2 separate regions of the Sus scrofa genome follow, and region 2 is linked to region 1. Evidence: chromatin contacts called from public promoter capture Hi-C data. All regions are on one chromosome and are shown on one strand. The core of a region is the stretch at or near the end of the contact, and the rest is flanking DNA. Distances in the headings are between cores, read along the strand shown.

The links. Promoter capture Hi-C pulls out the DNA fragments that hold promoters and counts their contacts.
Region 2: a promoter capture Hi-C map of liver shows a contact between it and region 1, with 5 times the contacts expected there. The contact joins the promoter of PIN1 here to the promoter of FARSA in region 1. A contact is called at or near these places in 1 of 5 promoter capture datasets (liver) and 2 of 47 Hi-C or Micro-C datasets (embryonic fibroblasts and liver).

Annotation. Positions count from the first base shown.
Region 1 is chr2:66,102,505-66,109,663 of Sscrofa11.1, forward strand. FARSA (phenylalanine--tRNA ligase alpha subunit) reads left to right here and starts at 2,889. Exons shown (of 13, transcript XM_003123337.4): 1 at 2,889-3,085; 2 at 5,850-5,987; 3 at 6,087-6,185; 4 at 6,262-6,380. The coding sequence starts at 2,939.
Region 2 is chr2:68,711,198-68,718,356 of Sscrofa11.1, forward strand. It overlaps PIN1 (peptidylprolyl cis/trans isomerase, NIMA-interacting 1), which reads left to right and starts at 4,701. Exons shown (of 4, transcript NM_001244371.1): 1 at 4,701-4,813. The coding sequence starts at 4,756.

The DNA.
Region 1 (7,159 bases), core at 1,639-4,138:
TATGGGGCTGGGTGGGCAAGGTTTTCCTAGCCTTTTTCTGTTGCGAATTTGGGGAGCCTCTCTAATTCAACCCTCTCTTTTTCTCTTCCTCTTTCTTTCTCTCCAGTCACCCCGCCCTGCCCAGGATGAGGCAGAGGTCACCGGGCCCTGGGGCTTCATTTCACCCTAGCGCCAGAGCCATGCAGCCTTGCGGGGATAGTGCGGGCTCTCTCCTCCATGTGGCTCCTAGTGTCCTGGCCGCTTTGTCAAGACTGCTGCTGTGTGAAATGGGTCAAGTCACCTAGCCTCTCTGAAGTCACAGGAGCTCCTGAAAGGCCAAGAGGAGCGACGCTGGCCAGCTGCTGCCTGGCAGAAGTGCTTTCAAAGATCTTAGGGACGTCCTGGGACAAAAGGAAGGAAGCCCAGATGGCTTGAAGATGTGACTACAGGCTGTGGCTCCGTAGGGTTGTTCCCTTTATTGGAGCCTCTCCAATATATACCCTCCACCCTTTCCTCAGCCGGTAGACTGAAAGGGGTCACTGTCTTGTGGTCTCCCACAAACGGCTCGCTTTTGCAATTAAACGGCTAAAGAGGAGGGGGCAGGGGGTTCAGTTGGGGAGGGAGTAAAAGGGACAGATGGTGGGGAAGATAAGGTCCAAGAGAGGTGGGCAGGACCCCTAAATCTGGAGCCTTCTTCTGAAGCCAGAGGCGCATGACAGTGACTGACACCAGCTCCCTGCCCCTAGGCTACAGGAAGGAGGAAGGAGAGCTGGGGGTTTCCCAAACTATGAGCAAATAGGCTCTGGACCTGGGAAGTGGGAGGGAACTTTGGAAGGAGGGTAGGTAGGGGTGCTTCCCCTCTAGTGGTGGGAACTCAGAAAAGGGAGGAATGAGGGATCTTGGAGAAGTTGTGGTTCTGCCCCTTCCCCAAGGCAGTATCCAGTAGGGGTGCCCAACCTGCACCCCTCCTGCCCCATCCCCCCCAGGACCCCAAAGGAACTTCCAGTGACTTGCTTTCCCTCCCTTTCACATGTGTCATGGACATGTGGTCTTGGTGCTTCCTGCCAGAAGGTAGACACTGTACCTGTTAACCTCACAATCCCCCTGCAGGTGTTCTGCAGCACCTGTCACAGAACAAACTTAAAACCTACTTTATGTGTGACAGAAGGAAGGAAAGAAGGGTTCTTGCTAGAATTAAACAAAAATGGGTAAAGCATTTTGAAGTTAGAAGGAGATTTTGAGAGAGTTCCCATTGTAGCCCAGTGGGTTAAGAACCCGATGCACTGTCTGTGAAGATGCAGGTTCATTCCCTGGCCTTGCTCAGTTGGTTAAGGATCTGGCATTGCCTCAAGCGGCAGTGAAGTTCACAGATGCAGCTGGGATCTGGGGTGGCTGTGGCTATGGTGTAGGCTGGCAGCTGCAACTCCTATTCCATCCCTAGCTGGAAATTTATACATGCCAGCTGTGGCAAAAAAAAAGAGAGAGAGAGAGAGACCTTGATGGGTACATTCTGAGTTTTTGTTAAGACTTTACTGAAAGTCCAGACAGGGGGATATCAGTAACCCCATTTTCCAGGCTCAAATAACAATTATGATGGCTAAATAAGTAAATGCATACTGCTTAAAATAGCACCTAACACACAATCCACACTCAAAAAAAATTTTTTTTTCTTTTTAGGGCCACATCTTCCGCGTTTGGAAGTTCCTAGGCTAGGGGCTGAATCGGAGCTGCAGCTGCCAGCCTACACCACAGCAAGACCAGATCTAAGCTTCATTTGTAAGCTACGCTACATCCTTAACCCACTGAGTGAGGCCAGGGATTGAACCCGCATCTTCATGGATATTAGTTGGCTTGTAACCTGCTGAGCCACAACGGGAACTCTCTGGTATTTTTATATTAAGTGTTGAAATAATAATTCGGACACTTTAGGTTCTGTAAAGTCTTCAAATTAATTTCACCCCTTTTGTTTTTAACATTGCTACAAGGAAGTGTAAGATTACATTTGCATCTCAAATTATATCTCTATAGGTGAGCACTGATCTATGCTACAAATTATTTCCCTGACATAGGTCTTCTCAAAGCATTGGGGCAAAGAGGGGGTGGAGAGGGCAGGCTCTGAGGTGTTTATAATTTCTCACACCATCTCCACCTTGCAGAACCTTAGACAAGGCATATCTCTGTCCAAGCCTCGGTTTTCACATCTGTGAAGTGGAGATTATATTGGTATATATCATACAGTTTTTGGGAAAATGAAATAGCAAACCCGAAGCACTTAGCACTGGCCTGGATGTATGGGATACTGTCCACACAGATTAGCTGCTACCTTGACTCTTAACTGAGTCCTTCTCCCTCTATAAATAGGGTTGGTCCCTATCCAGCCTCCCTTTGAACATTTCAAAGTAGTTGACATCAGCAGGATGATTGTGTCTGGAGCCAGCCCACCACCCACAGCCCTCTTGTGGGTTATAAAAGAATCCCCCAAGGGCACAGTGCTCTGAGGCCCAGAGAGGGGAAAGGTCAAAGTCACGGAGCTTGCTGAAGATGGGGCTGGAAGAAGCTTAAAACAACACTGTGAGGAGCTCCCTGGTGGCCTAGCAGTTAAGGATCCAACATTGTCACTACTGTGGCTCTGGTCACTTGTTGTGGTGCAAGTTCCAGCCCTGGTCCAGGAACTTCTGCTTGCCACAATCGTGGCCAACGCTGACCCCGCCCCCAATGCTGTGAGTCTGTGGTTGACAGCATCGATTTGACCCTTCTGGTCAACCAGACGCCACTAGTCCAGCTAGGTCTGGGCTCCTAACTCGCTCTGGAGTTCAAGTGACACACCCAAGATGGCGGTGTACCGACCCGACGACATGATCCGCCACACACAAGATGGCGACGAACGCTCTGGACGCCGGTTCCGCTTCCGGTTGCCCTGGCCGCCGGCAGGGACACGCCGTGCGCACTGGGAGCAGCCATGGCCGACGGTCCGGTGCCGGAGGTGTTGCTGCGGCGGCTGGAGGCGGCTGATGGCGGCCTGGACAGCGCAGAGGTGGCAGCCCAGCTGGGTTTAGAACACCAGGCTGTGGTGGGTGCCGTGAAGAGCCTGCAGACACTGGGCGAGGTGAGCCGGGCCCTTCAAGCCGGGCCTCCTGGCTTTTGCATCTGCAGTTCCCTTGCCAGGTGTCTCTGCCTCCAGAACAAACTCTGTCAGGCCTGGTTAGGGGTAGTTGTATATGTGTCCAGCCCAGGGTGCGCAGGCGGGGAGTCAGGAATAAATGAGGGCCCGGACGTTCCTACTGCAGTAAATGTCCATTGAGGCTGAGAGGGTGGGTAGTGTGATGGTGGACGAAAAAGACGCAGTTGGTGCCGTCATGGAGATTGCGGTCTAATAGATAAACTCAAGTGACCAGAGTGATGAAGGAGAAATACAGAGAATTCAGAGGTGACAGCTGAGCTGGCCTTGAGGAGCAGGGAGAGCATCCCAAAAGCGGTGATAGCTAAGTCGGGTTTCCGCATTTAGGAGAAAAACCATGGCACTTTAGGAATTGATGGGATGTGGAGGTAGGTGATGAAAAACACCAGCAGAGCCAGAATTTGCAAGGCCTTCTAGGTCTTTATCTCACAGGGGCCATGGCAGGAGCTGGAGCCACTCAGATGTTTGTACTGCCTACATCACTTTGGGGAAGGATTGGCAGGGGTGGGACTGGAGGTGAAGGGACAAAGGCAGAGGCTGCTGCATCCTCAAAGTAGAGAATATGGTCCTCGGTTGAAGGGAGGCAACTGGAATGGAGAAGGGATTCAAGAGAAAGAATGAAATGAGATTCACGACAAGGTAAGGGGAGCACAGCTAAACCCCAGCCTTCCGACTTGGACAAATGAAGGGCGATGGAGCCAGAAAGGAAGGATGCTAAGAGACCTGTCAGCCACCCAGGAGACTGGATCCAAGTGGCTGGGACTGAGAAAACAGATCTGGGCTTTTTATTCATCAGGCTCATAATCAGTGCCACACTCTGGTCTCAGCTTTATTTATGATCCAGTCTTTGATGTAATATTAGGATGATGGCACTATTATCCCCATTTTGCAGATGTGTCAACTTCTAAGCTGTGGTCAGAAACTTGATCAATGTCACTAGAAGGAATAAGCAAATCTGGGTTTGCAATCAGGCACTCAGGCTATAAAGTCTGAGGTTCTCAGTGCAAACAGGAATTGAAGCTATGGTATGTGGGATGACAGCACCTTGATTGAGGTGAAGTTGACATCTGTTGTTTACAGATGTCTAAGTAGTCACAATTTTTTTTTTTTTTTTTTTTTGTCTTTTTGCCATTTCTTGGGCTGCTCCTGTGGCATATGGAGGTTCCCAGGCTAGGGGTCCAATCAGAGCTGCAGCCGCCGGCCTACACCAGAGCCACAGCAATGCGGGATCCGAGCCGCGTCTGTGACTTACACCACAGCTCATAGCAACGCCGGATCGTTAACCCACTGAGCAAGGCCAGGGATCAAACCCGCAACCCCATGGTTCCTAGTCGGTTCGTTAACCAAGTAGTCACAATTTAATGTAGTTCAATCTAAGGATGATGACAGTAATACGAACAATAGTAGTAGTTATTGGAACGCACACAGCATTTGCTGCATGCTAAGTTCTGTACATCCTTTCTGTGTGTTAATTTAGTTGCTCTTAAAAACAACTCTGAGGTAGAGTCCACTACACTCTTCTCTCATGGATAGTAAAAGTTGCTCAGAGAGGTTAAGCAACTTTCCTAATGTCACAGAGGTAGGAATTAAAATGAAAGGGGAGCTAGGCCCTTTGGGCCCCACCCAGCCTTGCTCCCTTTTAGGGTGACCTAAATCCATCCTCTTCATAGAGCCTAAGGGGTATATCCTGCATATAATGTGGACCCCTGGGGTCCTTCTCTGACACTCTGGGTACCGAGATGTGGAGAGAAATCGTTTCACCTGAGACCTTAAAACTCTTTTCCAAGAGTTCCCTCATGGCTCAGCGAGTTAAGGATCCAGAGTCATCACTGCTGTGGCATGAGTTTGATCCTTGACCTGGGAACTTCCACATGCCACGGGGCGCAGCACTCTTCCTCCTCCCCCCCCCCGCCCGGCAAAAGGAGTTCCCGTCATGGCTCAGTGGTTAACGAATCCAACTAGGAACCATGAGGTTTCGGGTTCGATCCCTGGCCTAGCTCAGTGGGTTGGGGATCCGGTGTTGCCGTGGGCTGTGGTGTAGGTTGCAGATGTGGCTTGGACCCCACATTGCTATGGCTCTGGTGTGGGCCAGTAGCTACAGCTCCGATTGGACCCCTGGCCTGGGAACCTCCCTATGTGGCAGAAGCAGCCCTAGAAATGGCAAAAAGACCAAACAAAACAAAACTTCTAGGTTCAAAAGGGATGATTTGTTCTTTGCAAGGCAGGTAACATCTTTAGTACCTTACCTCATCCTGGGAGATGTGAATTTTTTTTTCTTTGGGGCCATACTTGTGGCATATGGAAGCTCTCAAGCTAGGGGTCAAATTAGAGCTATGGCCACAGCCACAGCAACACCAGATCTGAACTGTGTGACCTACACCGCAGCTCACAGAAACACCAGATCCTTAACCCACTGATCGAGGCTAGGGATCGAACCCACACTTTCATGAATAGTAGTTGGCTTCTTAACCCATTGAGACATAGCTGGAACCCCATGGTCATTTTCATCATTATCCTTAAGTTATAAAAGATCAACTGAGGTTCAGCAAAGGGAAATGCACTTGGCTGAGAAATGGTACAGCTGGGATGCGAAGCTGACTTCAGAGGTGTAAAACTGCATCCCCAGCGCTGTGTCAGGAGAGTGCCTGCATCTGAACCCTGTCCCTGCCCATGTCCCCTTGTTTTCCTTCAGATTATCGAGGCTGAGCTGCGCTCCACCAAGCGCTGGGAGCTTACTGCTGAGGGCGAGGAGATTGCCCGGGAGGGCAGCCATGAGGCCCGGGTGTTTCGCAGTGTCCCCCCAGAGGGCCTGCCCCAGAGCGAGCTCATGGTAGGAGACTAGGGATGGGACAGCGGGGCCTGGGGAGGGGAGGGGGTGAGGGCAGCCCTTGTATCCCACCCCCACCTCACTGCAACCTTGCTCCCCTAGCGACTGCCGAGTGGCAAGGTGGGCTTCAGCAAGGCCATGTCCAACAAGTGGATCCGAGTGGACAAGAGTGCTGCTGATGGGCCCCGGGTGTTCCGAGTGGTGAGTCCCTGCTGGTGGGTGGTCAGGCAGGTGGGTCCCCGGCTCTCACGGCCCCTCATGTCCATCATTGTGGCAGGTGGACAGCGTGGAGGATGAGGTACAGCGGCGGCTCCAGCTGGTCCAGGGTGGGCAGGCCGAGAAGCTGGGAGAGAAGGAGAGGAGCGAGCTCAGGAAGAGGAAGCTGCTGACTGAAGTGTGAGTGGGTGCCACTCCCTGGCTCACACCTGAGTCACCTGCGTGGCCCTGGAGCAGGGGTAGGGGATGGGGAGCCATTCCGCCCAGACTGGGCCACAGGGCTATCAGTCTCCTCCCAGCCACCCTCCACACTGTGGTTGTCAAGCATTCTTGCCAGGCTCATGCCACCTCAGGGCCTTTGCCTATGCTGTGCCTTTTGCCAAGAATGATCTTCCTGCTGTTCTTCAAGGCAAGGTCCGATATCACATCTCTTCTCATGTGTCACCTTAGAGAGGCCAACCTGACACCATTTCCTCCCTTCGAATTCTGTAAAAGTTCCTCGTTCCTGGTCTCCATCCTTATGCCGTGTGTAATTCCTTTACACTCCAAAGCATTGACTAAAATTTATGAATGCTGGGACCTGGACAGTCTGTGGGCAGTGTCCTCACAGGGCTCACGTCTCCTTTGAGCAGACATGATGCAATGGCATAACAATTATAAGAATACAGATTGGAGGGGGGCTGCCTGATTGAAGTCCCAGCTCTGACCTTGACCAAGTCACCTGATCTTTCCAGGCCTTTGTTTACTCATCTGTAAAATAGCCTCTTTTTACATGTTTATGGGATGACTTTAGTAGAACAGGGCCTAGTGTAGAATAAACTCTCTAAATTTGACCTATTATTATCCCTCTTGGCTATGCTCTTGGTGCCTTGAACTGGTTCTGGCATACGGTTCATTCTCAATAATGTTGAATGAATAAGTTTATGAACAAAGGGATATAGGTGGTGCCAAATAAGAGG
Region 2 (7,159 bases), core at 3,451-5,950, 2.6 Mb after region 1:
CTGACCTAAATAACTGGAAAAGTATTTTACCTTGATACTATAAGGCTAGAGACAAAGAGAATTACAATCAAACACTGTACTGTAGTTGGTAAATGTATTCCTCAGAGCAGTATGATTTAGCCATCCTAAAACTAGTTTTATACATATATACACACACAGGGTTGGATAAATACATTGTACATAATTGGAGCCAACTGTCTTGCTGCTGGAGAAAGAAGTTACAAATAAAACTAGGAGGAGGTGCAGTGGAAGGGGCTGGGTAGAATGAATCCTGTGGGGCTGGAGGCATCAGGAATTCCCATGTGGCTCAGCCGGCTAAGGATCTGGGATTGTCACTGCAGTGGTGAGGGTCACTGCTATGGTAGGGCTCAGTTCATGGCCCTGGAACTTTGCATGCTGGGGGTGTGGCCAAAAACAACAACAAAAAACAGAGTTGGGAGGGATCAGTATGGGTTTTTTGTTGTTTAATATGTTTACTGTCACATGTAGAAATATAGGTGTGTGCGTATATGTATATATATATACATCTATGTCCTTGTTTTATCCACTTGGACCAGAAGTAGTGACACCCTAGTATCAATGAGCACACCTAGCACCCAGATCTTGGTTTCTTTTTGTTTTGTTTTGTTTTTGTTTTTGTCTTTTTAGGGCCGCACTCAAGGCATATGGAGTTTTCCCAGGCTAGGGGTTGAACTGGAGCTACACCTGCTGGCCTATGTCACAGCCACAGCCACACAGGATCCGAGCCCCCTCTGCAACTTACACCACAGATCACAGCAACATCAGATCCTTAATCTACTGATCAGGGCCAGGGCTCAAACCTGCATCCTCATGGATGCCAGTCAGATTGGTTTCCCCTGAGCCACGATGGGAACTCCCAGATCTTGGTTTCTAAATAATATTCTCCAATAAAAGGAACCAGGGCTCCTGGGAGAAGTAATTGGTTCCAGAGCTAGGGTAGGGAAAATACAAGCTGAGTGGAGCATCTTGTGTACCAGGAAGTAGTGCTCAGATAAAAAGAACAACTCGAACAACAAAATAATAATAATTTGGACTACAATCCAAAGAATAAAATAAATAGCCTCGAGCCTGTGCTTATATAAATAAATAACCATATGTACATGAATAGGAGAGAAGGGACACCTCATTATAAAAGGATTTCAGTTAATTGTAGAAGGAAAGAGGGAAATAGGAAATTACCCACCCTTGAGTCACCATAGTAATAATTGCTGTAGGCAAGATGCACTAATAGATGCTAAAATTAGTTTGCAAAAGTTAAGCAGAAATAGGATATTTGCCAGGTTACTGCTGTGGCACAGTGAATTAAAGGATCTGGCATTGCTGCAACTACAGCATAGGTTGCAGCTGTGGTTGGTATTCATCCCCTGGCCCAGGAATTTCCACATGCCAAAAATAAAAATAAAAAGTTTATTAGTAGGGAGTTCCTGCTGTGGTACAACAGGATCAGTAGTGTCTTGGGAGCCCTAGGATTCAGGTTCAATCCCTGCCCTGGTACAGTGAGTTAAGGATCAGGTGATGTAGTTGCAACTACAGCTCAGGTCAGTTCCCTGGCCCAGGAACTCCATATGCTGTGAGGCAGCCAAAAAAGAAAAAAAGGGGAAAAAGGTATTAATGGGGAAATTCTTTTATTTTTATTTTTATTTTTTTGTCTTTTCTAGGGTCGCACCCACGGCATAAGGAGATTCCCAGGCTAGGGGTCCAATAGCCATAGCCGCCGGCCTACACCAGAGCCACAGCAACTCAGGATCCAAGCCACGTCTGCAACCTACACCACAGCTCACAGCAACTCCAGATCCTTAACCCAGTGAGCAAGGCCAAGGATTGAACCCCAAACCTCATGGTTCCTAGTCAGATTCATTAACCACTGAGCCACAACGGGAACGCTGGGAAATTTTTTTTTTTTTTTTTTTTGTCTTTTTGCCATTTCTTGGGCCGCTCCTGCGGCATGTGGAGGTTCCCAGGCTAGGGGTCAAATCGGAGCTGTAGCCACCGGCCTACGCCAGAGCCACAGCAACGCGGGATCCAAGCTGTGTCTGCAATCTTCACCACAGCTCACAGCAATGCCAGATCCTTAACCCACTAAGCAAGGGCAGGGACCAAACCCACAACCTCATGGTTCCTAGTCGGATTCGTTAACCACTGCGCCATGACGGGAACTCCTGGGAAATTTTTAAAGTCTAGTTAATAGTGTTGTACCAATGTTGATGTCTTAGGTGAGTTTTTTTGTTTGTGTTTTTTTTTTTTGTTTTTTGTTTTTTTTTGCTTTTTAGGGCGACACCTGAGGCATACAGAAGTTCCCAGGCTAGGGGTCAAATTGGAGCTACAGCTGCTGGCCTATACCAGAGCCACAGCACCGTAGGATCTGAGCCATGTTTGCAACCTACACCACAGCTCACAGCAACACCAGATCCTTAACCCACTGAGTGAGGCCAGGGATCAAACCTGCATCCTCATGGATCCTAGTCAGGTTTGTGAACTGCTGAGCCATGAAGGGAACTCCTGATTTCCTAGTTTTGATCATTATTCTGTGACAGAATTTCTCAGTTTTGCTGCTCTTGATGTTTAGTGTGGATAATTCTTTTTTCTTTTTTCTTTTTTCTTTTTTTTTTTGCCTTTTTAGGGCTGCACCCATGATGCATGGAAGTTCCCAGGCTAGGGGTCAAGCTGGAGCTATAGCTGCCGGCCTATGCCACAGACACAGCAACATGGGATCCGAGCTGCATCTGGAAACTACACCATAGCTCACAGCAATACCAGATCCTTAACCCAGAGAGTAAGGCCAGGGATGGAACCCACATCCTCATGGATACTAGTCAGGTTCATTACCGCTGAGCCAGGATCGGAACTCGCAGGGTGGATGATTCTTTATTGTGGAGGTTGTGCATTGTAGGATGTTCAGCAACATCCTCTGCCTGTATCCACTAGATGCAAGTAGCATCTCTCTTCTTTCATTTGTGACAACCAAAAAGATCTTAAGACATTTTCAAATGTCCTCTAGAGAACAAAATCACCCCTGGTGGAGAACCTCTGTTCTATTATGTAAGAAGCTAATATAAGGGAAGGCTGGGTGAAGGGCATTGAACAGTTTTTTACAGTTCTGCCCTAAGTCTAAAATTATCTGTAAAAAAAGGAATATTATTATTATGCTAATATGTGCTTGTAAAAAAGAATCAAAATGTTACATTAGAGCTTAAGTTAGTCATTAATATATTTGAATGAATCCAGAAATTTTCTGTGATATAAAACTGCAGTTTTTACACAACTAAGTATGCATACTCTAATAACATTCATACCGTTCAGCAGCTTGCTTTTTAAGGCCTTTTTAAAGCTTTGATATCTTTCTGTAAGTGATGTCATTCTTTCAAATTAACCTTTATTTGCTGAATTTTTTTTTTTTTGGTTTTGTTATGCTTTCATACATTCTATAATTGCTACACTGTACAATGACTTTTTTTTCCACTGAGCAGCATATATCCTTGCTAAGACCAGATACTGCTTTTGAGTGCTTTATATAGATTATTAACTCATTTAATCTTTATATCAAAGGTATTTACGATATGTATTATCTCTTAAACTCATTTCACAGATGGAGAAGCTGAAGTGCAGAGGTTAAGTAATTTGTTCAAGGTAATAGCAAATGGTAGAGCTAGGCTTTGAACCCAAAGCAATCTGACTCCTGAATGCTCTTAACCTACAGCATCCTACCTCTGTAATTTGTCATAGACGTGTTCCTCTGCGTTTCATGTCACTGAGCCTCATTCTTTTCAGCGGTTACGTAAGTGCCTGTGCTATAGATGAACTGTAAGTGAACTCTTCCCTGTTGGTGTTTTGACTCCCATGTTTGTCTCCAGCCCTAGGTCTCCAACCACCTCCTTGGTGTGTCCCACATGTGCCAGACTTAAGTTTAAACTGACTCAAAACTGAGTTCCTCATCTTCCCACCTGCACCTTCCCCCTTGTCCCCATCTGAATGGCAATGCCAACACCTACCAGTCACCCAGGATGGAGACAGGAGCCAGACTGTGAGGGAATAAGTGAAGTAAAGTAGATTCTAAAGGAAGTGGAAGGTGTCTAGGTAAGTAGCATAGGGAAAGAGACTTACACAAAACTAAAAGGAGGTGGGCTAGCTTTGGGCATGTGGAAGGAACAGGTGGGAAGAGGGAGGGTGGAGAAGCCAAATTTAGGCTTCTGGGTTCTTAGCTGTTCATCACCAAGGTAACTGGGTTGCTATGGTAACAGCAAAGGCAGCGTGCCTTTTCCAAGAACCTCCTCTGCGGCGGTTACCCTCACACCAGCCAGGCACTTCCACGTGGGGGCGCCGGCTGGGGGTAGGCTTAAGAAGGCGGGAATTGCTGCGGCATTGGCCAATCGAATGGGCTCTGCAGCGAAGGACGCAAAGGCGGGGTCGAAACTTCTTTGAAGTTCGCCAAAGGGCGTTATTAGGCGGGCTCAGGTCCTTTTCCCACCACTTAGGGGCCGAGGAAAGGGGGAGGGCGGGGCTTGGGTGAGGCCCTCAAGAAGGCCCAGCCCTGGTGAAATATGTGAAGCTCCGCCTATTCCTTCTTCTGCTCAATAGGAAGCCAGAGAGTCAATCCGGACAGTTAGGGTTCCCAATGAGTGTCGTCGCCATGCCCCGGGGCGTGACGGGGCCAGCCAATCGGCGGCGGTGGTGGGCGGGCACGGGCGGCAGAGGCGGTGCGGCGGAGGTGGAGCGGGCTCTGCCGCAGGAGGGAAGATGGCGGACGAAGAGAAACTGCCACCCGGCTGGGAGAAGCGCATGAGCCGCAGCTCAGGTGCAGCGGGGGTCGGGGCTGGGGCGGGGCCGTGTGGGCCCATGGAAGCAGGGCTCTAGCTTGTCCCTCGGACGCGGGCGGCCGCTCGATTCCCGTGGGGTCTTGGCTCCTTCGCGTTGTCCCTGGGTAACGGCCCCGGCCCTCCCCGGGGCTGCGAGCCTGAGGAGCTGGGAACCCGAGGAAATTGAGGCAAGGGACTGGGTCGGAGAGGCCCGGCGCGCTGCCTGGGTGGTAGGGGGACAGTGTACCCGCGGCGCTCCCCCAGGCAATGGCCTTGGTCCTGCCGATCTTGCTGACATCTTTCAGCCTAATGCACCTGACATCCGGCGGGGGTGGGGGGGGATGTCTTTGCACCCTGCTGGGCCCAAGGGGCACCCCTGGGGAAGGACACCCCAACACCATGCTCAGGGCGTGGCCCCAGGGTGTTGCTTGGCTTCGAATCCTAAACCTCCTGCTAACGTGCCTGCCATCCACACCGAATTCTGAGTTTGCTATAATGTGAGAATTCAGGTTATCTGCCTGAGAATAGTCTCTGTGCTCGGAGCCGATTAGGGCTTTTCCCCCATAATAATGTTAATAATAGGTCTTATCTCAGTGCCAAGTATTGTGCTAAGGGTGTTAAGTGTGTACTCTGGCCACAACTCTGAGAGGTAGGGTAGTTAATAACACCCAGTTTGCCGGTGAGGAAACCGAGGCCAGAAAACTTAAGAAACTCGCCCATAGTCGTTCATTTCAGGGGCTGGGGGCTGGGTTAGATACCAGTCTAACTCCAGAGCCCCCTGCCCTTGTTACTGTAAACCTCTGAGATGCAGGCCCACCATTTCACTCCCCTGCCTCCATAGCTCATAATCATCATGGTCACAGTAATAATTCCAATTTATTGAACGCCAGGAGCTCTGTCGAGCACTTTGCACTCATCATGATGGACTCTCCACATTAACCCCATGAAGTGTTATATCTTTATTCTCTCACCTTGCCCTCACTTTTCAGATGAGTACACTCAGGTTCAGGGAGATGGAACCCATTGCCAAGGTTTTAGAGGCATTGTTTGGCTCAGCTCTGGCCCACCCTGCTTGCAGCCCTGTGGCTGGGACCTGCAGCAAAAAAGCTGATGCTCTTCTCAGTTCTGGGCCTCCACTCCTGCCATTTCTGCTCAGCTCAACCCTGACAGTCTTCCTCCTGGGTGACATCCAGCCCTTCACGGTCTTGGGCAGAAGTCCTCCATATAACCCAGACAAACTCGGCCCCTGGAATGACAGCCTATCTCTACTGGGTCCTACTTTAAGTTTCTTTCTTTTTTTTCCTTAGATAAGAAGTAGATTTATTGATACAGTGTGGGCCGTCTCAGAAGGTGAGAGCAGCCTGGAAGATGCACATTCTTTAGACAGAATATTATCTCAAAAGGCCAGAGAGTGGCCTCAGGTTTCTTGTTTGCAGCCCTCACTCCATGCTCCTTAGTCTCTGGGTAACATCTGGCCCCCAGTAATGCTGGCCCCTAGTTCTGCTGCACAGTGCACTCCAGAGGGGAAAAGAGCAGAGTTTTGGCATCTGGCACACCTGAGTACAGATCCTGCTATCTCCCCCACCACACCCCACCCCCGGCTTTTATGCCTGGAGCAGAGTAAATACCCAGGGAAGGTTGCTTAGTTTTGTGGTCTATAACATGGAGATATTAGTAGCTGCCACAGTCTTTTTTTTTTTTTTTTTTTTTTGTCTTTTTAGGGCCATACCCATGGCATATGGAAGTTCCCTGGCTTGGGGTCAAATTGGAGCTACAGCTGCTAGCCTATGCCACAGCCACAGCAATGCTATATCTGACCCACATTTGTGACCTACACCACAGCTCACGGCACCGCTGGATCCTTAACCCACTGAGCGAGGCCAGGGATCAAGTTCTCATGGATGCTAGTCTGCTTCATTAGCGCTGAGCTATGACGGGAACTCCTCCTACACTCTTAATTAAGTGTGCCAGGTGCTGTCCTAAGTACTTTGCAGATGTGAATTCATACAGTCACTCCTTCAGGCAGGTACTGTCCTTATTTTCATTTTATAGGCGAGAAAACCACGGCCCCGGGAAGGTAGATCACATGTGAGGGTGTGGTGGAGCCACAGATTTGGACCGGCCTTGCTGAATGCATGCTTGGAACCATTCTCTGTCCCTGAGGCTTCCTCTCTTCCTAACCTTCAGTTATTTTCCCCCTTGAACTTTTTTTTTTTTTTTTTTTTTTTTTGGTGGTGAAAGAAAGTGTAGCATTTATTGTAAGGCAGTACAAGTAGTCTGAGACTAGCTAGTGCTCAAAAATCCTGCACTCCCCCCTTGACCTTATTAATGACTGAAGTTGTAAG